Linked DNA regions of Callithrix jacchus: region 2 is linked to region 1. Evidence: chromatin contacts called from public Hi-C data. All regions are on one chromosome and are shown on one strand. The core of a region is the stretch at or near the end of the contact, and the rest is flanking DNA. Distances in the headings are between cores, read along the strand shown.

Region 1 (4,082 bases), core at 1,029-3,528:
AGTGCCATGCAGCAATCAGCGTCTCTTCCTTGCTTCTCTGTCTGCGGGTTAACCAGGAGCTCATGTAAGCTGGTTCAGCTGGGTTTGTCTCCAGGCTGCAGGTTGGATCCCCTCGCCCTCCATCTTCCCATCCTTCTTAACCGGGGCCTGTCCCAGGCATGCACCTCCTACAGCAGAAGTGCCAGAGAAAAGGCAGAAACATGCAGGGTCTAAGGCCTGTGGTTGGGTCGGAGTGCTGTCGTCTCTGCTCATATGCTTTTGACCAAAGTAAGTCTCATGAACCAGCCCAAAGTCAAGGGGCTGGAAACATATTGCCCCCCACCAGCGGGAGGAGCTATAAAGTCACACTGCAAAGGGCGTAGATACAGAGAGGGGTGAAGGATTGGGAGCAATACTTCCATGCACCCGAGGTCTTAGATCACTCTGATGATCTCCAGAAGGCAAAACACGTCATGGGAGAGGCCCAAAGAGCCTCTGGGGTCTGAGGAAGGAGTGGCCACAGCCAGCCGAGAGCCAGGAAGGCTTCGTGGAGAAGGCAGCATGGGCTTGATCTGAACCTTGAAGGCTGTGCAGGATTCAACACGGAGACTGGGAAGCACCTTCCCATAGATACAACAGCCCGAGCCCCAGCTCAGAGGTGTCCACAGAGAACAGGAAATGACAGTTACCCAGCCTGGGCCATCAGGGACATGATAGAGAACGAGGAGAGGCAGACTACAGAGGTGGATGTTGGTGGGGGCCTCAAATGCCAAGCTACAGGGCTCGGATGCATTCAGAGGGCACTGGGGAGCCATCTATGGTGTTTGAGCAGGGCAGGAGTCAGAGATCTGCTCTGGGAAGGAAGCCCGGTAGCAGGAAGTAAGACGGGAGAGAGGCGGATGCAAGGAGACTGATGTCCAGGAAAGGTGCAGAAGGACTGAGCTACCGGAACTGCAGAGAGAATGAAGGGGTACAGGACCTGAGAAAAGGACATCGCAACCACCGGGCTGGCCGCTGATGGGCAGATGCTGAGACAGAGAGGGCCAGAGAGGAGCAGCAGACCCAGGGAAAGAGAGGGCCTCTTTCGGAGCATGTGAGGTGCAGGCCACCCCGACCAGGGTGACATGAGGAACTCACAGAGTGGGCTTGGGCCTTTGGGGGCAGTCCATCCAATTCAGTCGCCAAGCCCTTCCCAGCTAGTCACCCACAGCCAGACACCTCTGGACTCCGCATCCTTTCCCAGCCTCCCACTTCATTTACCTTTCACCCTGCATCTAGGGTGCTGATTTCCTGTCCCGCACCTTCCCCCATGGCAGCCACCACTCTTTGCTCATTTGTCATGGGGGGAGATAGTTCTGCCTCCATTCAAAATCCCACATTCATTGTTTCAATTTATCAGCCAGAAGATGATGTCCTGCTGGGACTTTGCTGGCATCCTGTGACACACAGTGACCCTAGGGGTTGTGACCCTGGGGTTGCGGCTCAGCACTTAGCCTCATCCCAGAGCTCAGCCTTGTTTGGCGTGGTCTCAAAGTATTTCCCAAACGCCAGGTCAGGACATGTGCTGTGGAGAAGGGCTCCTCTGTCTCTGCCTGGAGTAAGCAGCAGTGTGGCATCCACATAGCAGGTTCTGGGGCCCTCCTGCCATGTATGGTACTGGCAGTATCAGATATGCCAATCTGGGGTGTGCCCTGGTGAGGAGAGGAAGAATGTCCTCGTGAGCTGAACAGAGGCCTCTGCAGACGCCCTTGGGCTGTGAGTGGTGGTCCCATACCACGAAGCCCCCAGCCACCCTGCTGCACAGTTTAGAATTGAGTGGGGTGCAGAAGCTGCAGGCTCTGTGTCCCACGCTAAAGTACCAAAGAGTAAGTCCTGCCCCTTTTGACCTGTGGGTCCAAGGCTTTGTGTTTCTGGCACACAGGGTTGGTGGAGGCAGCAAGGGTAGGCCTGAGGGACTGGCAGGACCCCCACCTTGGCCTGTACCCCAACTCTGCACACTAGGAGTGGGCCTTGCCAGGTTGGGGGACTGGCAGGAACCCCCGCCTTGGGCTGCACCCCAACTCTGCGCACCAGGAGGGGGCTTTGCCAGGTTGCAGCACGGAACTGCACTTTCCGAGCTTTTAGGGGAAGAGGCGCTCATGAATAATTCAGCCTCTTTCGCTGAGATGAAAACGCCCTAATAGAACTAATGGACTCGCTGCCTCAAAACACGACTCTGGTGGGACTCATCTCATTCACCAATTGCTTCTGACGTCCTGCAGTGACACTCCCTAATGAAAAAGCTGCGTGCCAGATCCTTAGAGCGTCTAGTGATCCCTAATAAACTAGACTGTGGCCTTTTTAACAAGCAGACGCCCCCAGGAAGGCAGGTGAGTCCTCCCTTCAGCCCCAGGACTGGATGCAGCCGCTACCTTCCCAGGGGAGGTGCTGCTCGGGGGTTCGAATCCCCGGGAATGAGAATAAGAGGAGACAATATTTTGGGATGCTTTTGGCTAATCTGAAATTAGACCCTCTGTGTTTTTTCAAAGCAGAAGACCTCAAAAAAGAGACAGCCCGAGGTAAACCTGGAATGACTGTGATGGATGGGGTGGTGGGCGGTGGCTTCAGCCGGGCAGCATCTCTCGCTTGAGCCTGCTTGCAGCCCAGACCTGCCCCAGGCTGGCTGTTTCCCCGTCTGCTGGAGACTCAGCCATCTAGCTCCCACCTCGTTGTATTCACCGTTGATTAAGATTTAGCATTTTCCAATTTTGCCCAGAGCGCGGTCGGGGAGGTTCGGTCTTGTCTGTGCAGGAAGCACGTGCCAAGGGAGCCGGGGGTGCTTGTTTGGGCGTCGGTTTGCTGATTGTCCTTGGGCGCAAATTCCTTTGTGTTTGCACTGATGCAATGCCGTGCATTGTAGAGCCGCACCCCGGAATGGTAGCAGCTCCCCTTCAGTTTCCGCTTTTGAGAACTTTGGTTGGGCTCTCTGCTCTCTGGACAGGTGTCACCATGCAGAAGTGACAGTCCGGATTCCTTCTCAGTCTCACAATTTGTGCTTTCTTGGCTTTCAGTAAACAAAACGATTCAGAAATTCCAGGTAGAGGAGTCTGAGAGGAGGTAGTGATTCCTACTGACTTAATGAGGTCAACATCTTTCTTTCATTTTTCCGTGTCACAGTGTTAATTCACCTGAATCCCCCTGGGCCTCTGATCTACAGGAATAGATCTGCACAGGGCAGGCCCAGCCCAGGAAAGAACTTGTAGCGGCCACATAATTAGCCATGGCTATTGAGGAGGGGCTCATTTTGCTTGGTACCAGGATGGTGAGGGAGTGTCAGGGCTCAGAGACCCTCACTCTGGAAAGAAGCTGGATTCTGGGATATTTTGAATCAGGTCAGGGGTCACTGCACTCTTGAGTTCAGGAAAAGTGGGGTTCCCGAGGCAGGCACCCGGCACTGGGGCCACTTCCTCCTCCCTGCAGTGTCTCACGGGGGCCCTTCATCCAGGGACCTGATGCTGTTAGAGTCACCTTCGCTGAAAACCAGGAATGGAACCCCGGTGTGAGAGAGTCCAGAGGAGCCGGCCTTTGTCCTCTGTTCCCGGGCACCGCTGGTAATGGGCAGAGCCTCTTGGCCTTTGGCATGCACACATCTTTCTTCCCCCGTGGCAGCCCTCCCAGAGTCATGACCTCTCAGGACCACGGGGAGCCCCCACTGTGCAGGAGGATGCAAGTCCTGGTGTGGGAGCCCCACACATACAAGAGAGGGCCACTTGCAAAGAGCCGGTGGGCCTGAGGCAGGAAGCCAGTCCCACCCCCACCAACTGCCGCCCGGCACTGCCAGGAAATGCCCAGGTGGAGCCCTGGTTGGCCTTTTGGAGCCTGGGCATTGGTTACTCCCACCCACATCCCCAAACTTGGCCCCTCACCATCTTGCCGGGAAGGTGCACATTCTCTGCAGGAGGGGGTGATTATTCACCTCTGTGTTCTCTCCCTTAAGCATTTTCTGGGGAGATTTGGTATCTGTGTGGCTCACTCCTCTAACTCAAGCCTGTGGTCACAAGTTCCTTCCAGCCTTCCTGCTGGCCCCTGGTGGTGGAGTTTTCTCTCCATGGCATTTATCATAA
Region 2 (4,082 bases), core at 1,030-3,529, 140 kb after region 1:
AAGCCAGGAGCCTGGGAAGGCTCTGGAGGTGGAGTAGCTGGCCTTGCTGAGGGATGGGGGCAGAATCCCCAGGCCAGAGGTGCCAGGGCAGGGCAGCTCTTCTGCAGGGCTCCGGGGGCACTCCTGGAGGCTCTGTGACCGATCCACCAAGGGGGAGAATGGGTGGTGGGCAGGATGACCAGGGCCCCACCTATCTGGCCCAAGCAGTGAGGGGGCTGCCTATGAGACTGGGGGTACCTTCCCTGGCCTCCTTCCTTTCCCAACCTCTATATCCAACACAGTCAGGGAGAGCCAGAGTGTGAGATGGGAAAGATAGCCAGGGGACTCCACCAGGGGGGTGGGTGCAGCCCCAGAAATGCCATCGATGCCACAAAAGGGCCACACCCCAAACACCACAACAAACAACTTCCTGAGGAAACCAGTGAACTGGCTTACTAGGGAGCCAGCCTCCTGGGTGGAAAGTGTCCACTCATTTTGGTGCCTGTGCTGGGCCTGAGTCTTCCCCTCCAGAGAATGGGTCTGATTCCTAGGACTGAGGATATGACAGACAACCACTGTCCTGGCAACCCCACCCCAAGTAAGGACTCCCCTATTCCCCAGGTCCCAGCACGCTCCCTGCCAACTTGGCCTGACTGACAGGCAAGGTGAGTGCCAGGCTCCTGTAGGGGCCTGGTCACGGCATTAAAGCCACCAAGGAACCTAGCAAGCAAACAGGAGGGGGCAGGGGGCGTGGCCACCTGGTAGGAATACCCTCCAGAGAAGACTCTGAGCTGCTTCCTCCAACAGGAGCTGGAGGTGTCCATTTGTGGAATCTTCTCACCCCTGGAAGTCAGAGGGGCCAGAGGCACATTCCTGGGCCCAGGAGAGCCTCCAGCCTCCCACAAGTCTCTCCGAAGTCCAGAGAGGCCATACACTTGGTGTAGGGAAGCCGAGAAGTAAGAGTCTCCCAGAAAGGAGGCAGGGTGGCTGACAGGGTGGGGCTCTGCCCAGCTGTGCCGGGAGGGAAAACATCCCAAACAAATGGTGAGCTGTTAACTCAAGAACTGTCCTACAAGGCAACCCCTGGCCCACGGCCCCGTGTATGCTAAATTCTGAGAGAAAAAAGGAGAGAGATGGCAAGGGCAGGGGCGGTGGCCCTGGGGTGTCAGGCCTGTAGCCAAGGCAGGGAACGCCACCACCCTGGGCAATGGGGGTGCTGGAGACAGCGGCGGGCGCCAGGGCGCGCCAGGAGGACGCCGGCGGCCCGGGTAAAGTGCTTGGGAGCGGCGGTCACAGCGCCCAGAGGCCAGGGAAGAGGAGCAGAGGTCCGAGCCGGTGCGCCCCAGCGTGGAACCCTCCTGGGCCGGGAGGGAAGCCGTCCCATCCTGGGCGCTCGCCGTGTCCTCAAGCACCGCCAGTCCTCACTCCGCTCTGGGCCCCACCCAGCCCGCCCCGCGGCCGAGATGGGCCAGGGGCTGGGTGCCGCCTGTCCGCGGCGAGGCCAGAGGCGCGCGGCGTTGAGACGCGAGCGCGGAGTGCGCCGCTCCAGGAGCCACCGCGATTCCCGCCCCCTTCAAGGGCACGCGGGCCGACCCCGGCAGCGCTGCGACCCCTCCCGGCCCGGGCGCCCAGCGCAGGCCCCGCCCGCCATCCTCCGGCCCGCCTGGCCCGCGTCGCCGCCCGGGGCGCCCGGATCGCACCCCGCCCTTGGCCGCCCGCACGCCGTGCCCGGGCGCTCACCCTGCCCGCGCCCTTGGCCGCGCGGCCCCAGTCGGGCGGGAGCGCAGCCCTGCAGCCCCTGCACCCCTCCTGAGCGGTGCCAGCCCGGCCGCACCGCCCCTGCAGCCCGCGCTCCGGCCCCCGGCCCGGCCCGCCTCGGCGCCCCTGCCGCTCTGGCCCCGGGCGCACCCGCGCCCCGCTCACCTGACATCTCGTCCTCGTTCTCCATCTCCTCGGCGAACAGCCGCGGTAGCTCCTCCTCGGTGCCCAGTGGGCCCCGCATGCCCGGCGCGGAAAGAAGGGGAGGTGGGCTCCCCCCCTCCCGCCGGGCGCGGTGCCAGCCTTAACCCGTGCGCTGCCGGACGGGCGCGCGCGGCGGGCGAGGCGGCCTCGGCGAGAAGATGGCGGCCGTCTGCCCCCCCCGCCCCCCAAACCTCCAACCCCCCTGTCTCGACCCCCCTTGCTCTTGGCCGCCTTAGCCCGCTCCGCGCAAAGCCCGGGCGCTCCGCCCACCGCGCCCCGCAGCCCGAGTCCCGCAGCCGGCCGAGGGTGGCGGCGGCAGCGCCGGAGGCACGGCGGCACGGCGGGGGGGCGGCACACATGCCCGGATTGTGACGTCCAGTCTGGTTGCTGTGGCAACCCCATCCCATCGTTCCGGCAGCGCGACTAGTTAACAGCAAAGAACAAGTTGGGAGACTAGTCCTGAGCCGCTGGTCTAGGGTGGGGACCGGGAGGGGGGGCGCCCCGGCAGGGGGAGCCGTCGAGGCGTCCGCGCGCCCGGGGACCCGACGGCCGAGCGGGCAGCCTGGGCTGGGCGAGCCCGGGCACAGGGAGAGGCGGGGAAACGCCGCCCCCGCGCACCCCTGGCAGGGCAAGCAGCCTCCGCCCTCCAGGTCCCGGGTCCCCCAACGGCGCGGAGGGGTGTCCAGGGCAGCTCGCCGCCCGCTCCCCACTGGGTTCACACGCGCAGGGACCCGCCCCGCACCCGGCTCCGGCCTCGGTACGTTCCTGACCTCCTCTCCAAAGAGGATTATAAGAAAAACGTGTTCCACACTTGAGGAAAGGACGGAGACTGTGGGTCTGGTTACTGCAGAAAAATCCGCGCAGGCGGGCTCCCCTCACCCGCTTCCCCGCTCCCACCGCCCACGTGCCATCTTCCAAAAAGCCCCTCCAGGCTGGGTCCAGCTCAAAGCCATGCAGAGCCCTGCCGGCAGTGCGGATCTGCGTCGTCTGTGCCCAAAATTCCCGCTCAGAAGCGACACCTGTCTCGGAGCGAAAGGGACCGCCGCCACCAGTCCTCGGTCGTTAAAGGTGAAGATGGAGGCCAAAGCCCTCGGGAGCAAGACTGGAATTTTAAATGAGCGCCTTCAGTCTCCGCGGCGGCAAGTCTTAGAGCTACCTTAAGAACGCAAAGTTCCAGGGGCCGGCCGGCCGCCAGCTCTCTAACCCCAGAGGGACTCCCTCTCTCACTGCCTCGCAGGGGCATTGGGGGAACCACCTGAGACCAGCGAGATCAGCTGGGCTTGGGGAGCCAAGAGCAGGGAGGAAGTCTCCGCTGGAGCCCCATCCAGACCAGCTCTAACCGCTGCCCCTGTTATGCTGGCATCTCTCCCTGTCCTGCCATCTTTGTAGAGCCGGGCGAGTTGTGCCCACTCGGCCAAGGGTCCCCAGTGCAAGACCTCTTCGGGAGGTCACCACAACCCAAGCCACCGTGAGTCCAGGCCACTGGCCAGAGGCAAAGGATGGCTGGGGAAGGGCAGAGAGAAGGGAGCAGTTCTCCGGTTCTTCCCATCCAATTTAATTGCCAGCAAGCTCCAAACAAAAGACCCTCTGCATTCATTCCTGGGCAAAGAGAGGTCGGTCCAGTCTTCTAGAACCAAAGACTAGGGTGTTGGGAACCCCTCCATCTCCCAGACACCCTTTAACCACGCTGTAGATAGATTAGCCCAGTGCTGGCTGCCCGCAAGGGGAAAGGAACCCTCTGCAGGGAAGCAGGCCAGGAAACCAAACGGCTCCCCTCCCAAGGTTGTTTCCCCACGGAGCAGCTAGCCAGGGGGAGCCCCAGATGAGAGGCTTGAACCAAACCTGCCTCTTCCTCGTTCTTTCCAGACCAACTGTCTCCCTGAATGGTAACCACCTGGGAAGAAACCCCTAAGCTGACATGCACACCCCTGTTACCAGCCCCACAACACCTCTCTAATCCCATCAAAGGTCCCCTGCCCTTCAGTAGAAAAACTCTGACTTACAATATTTCTCATCACCAGAAAGCCGCCCCCATCATTAACCTTGGCTCCAATTCCCAAGGCGAGGCTGAGAAAGTCAAGATATCATTCAAGAAAGAACACTTCTAACTGCTTCATTTGGCAACAAATCAGAGTCAAGAT

What was found. Hi-C and Micro-C count contacts between places; a contact is called where the count stands out from the background.
Region 2: a Hi-C map of skeletal muscle shows a contact between it and region 1, with 2.6 times the contacts expected there. The contact joins the promoter of CHD5 here to the promoter of LOC128928314 in region 1. A contact is called at or near these places in 2 of 3 Hi-C or Micro-C datasets (induced pluripotent stem cells and skeletal muscle).

What each region holds. Positions count from the first base shown.
Region 1 is chr7:43,935,403-43,939,484 of calJac240_pri, forward strand. It overlaps LOC128928314, which reads left to right and starts at 2,279. Exons shown (of 4, transcript XM_078330235.1): 1 at 2,279-2,537. The coding sequence starts at 2,378. All of the region lies in intron 2 of KCNAB2 (voltage-gated potassium channel subunit beta-2), which reads left to right.
Region 2 is chr7:44,071,554-44,075,635 of calJac240_pri, forward strand. It overlaps CHD5 (chromodomain helicase DNA binding protein 5), which reads right to left and starts at 2,280. Exons shown (of 41, transcript XM_078330184.1): 1 at 1,903-2,280. The coding sequence starts at 1,981.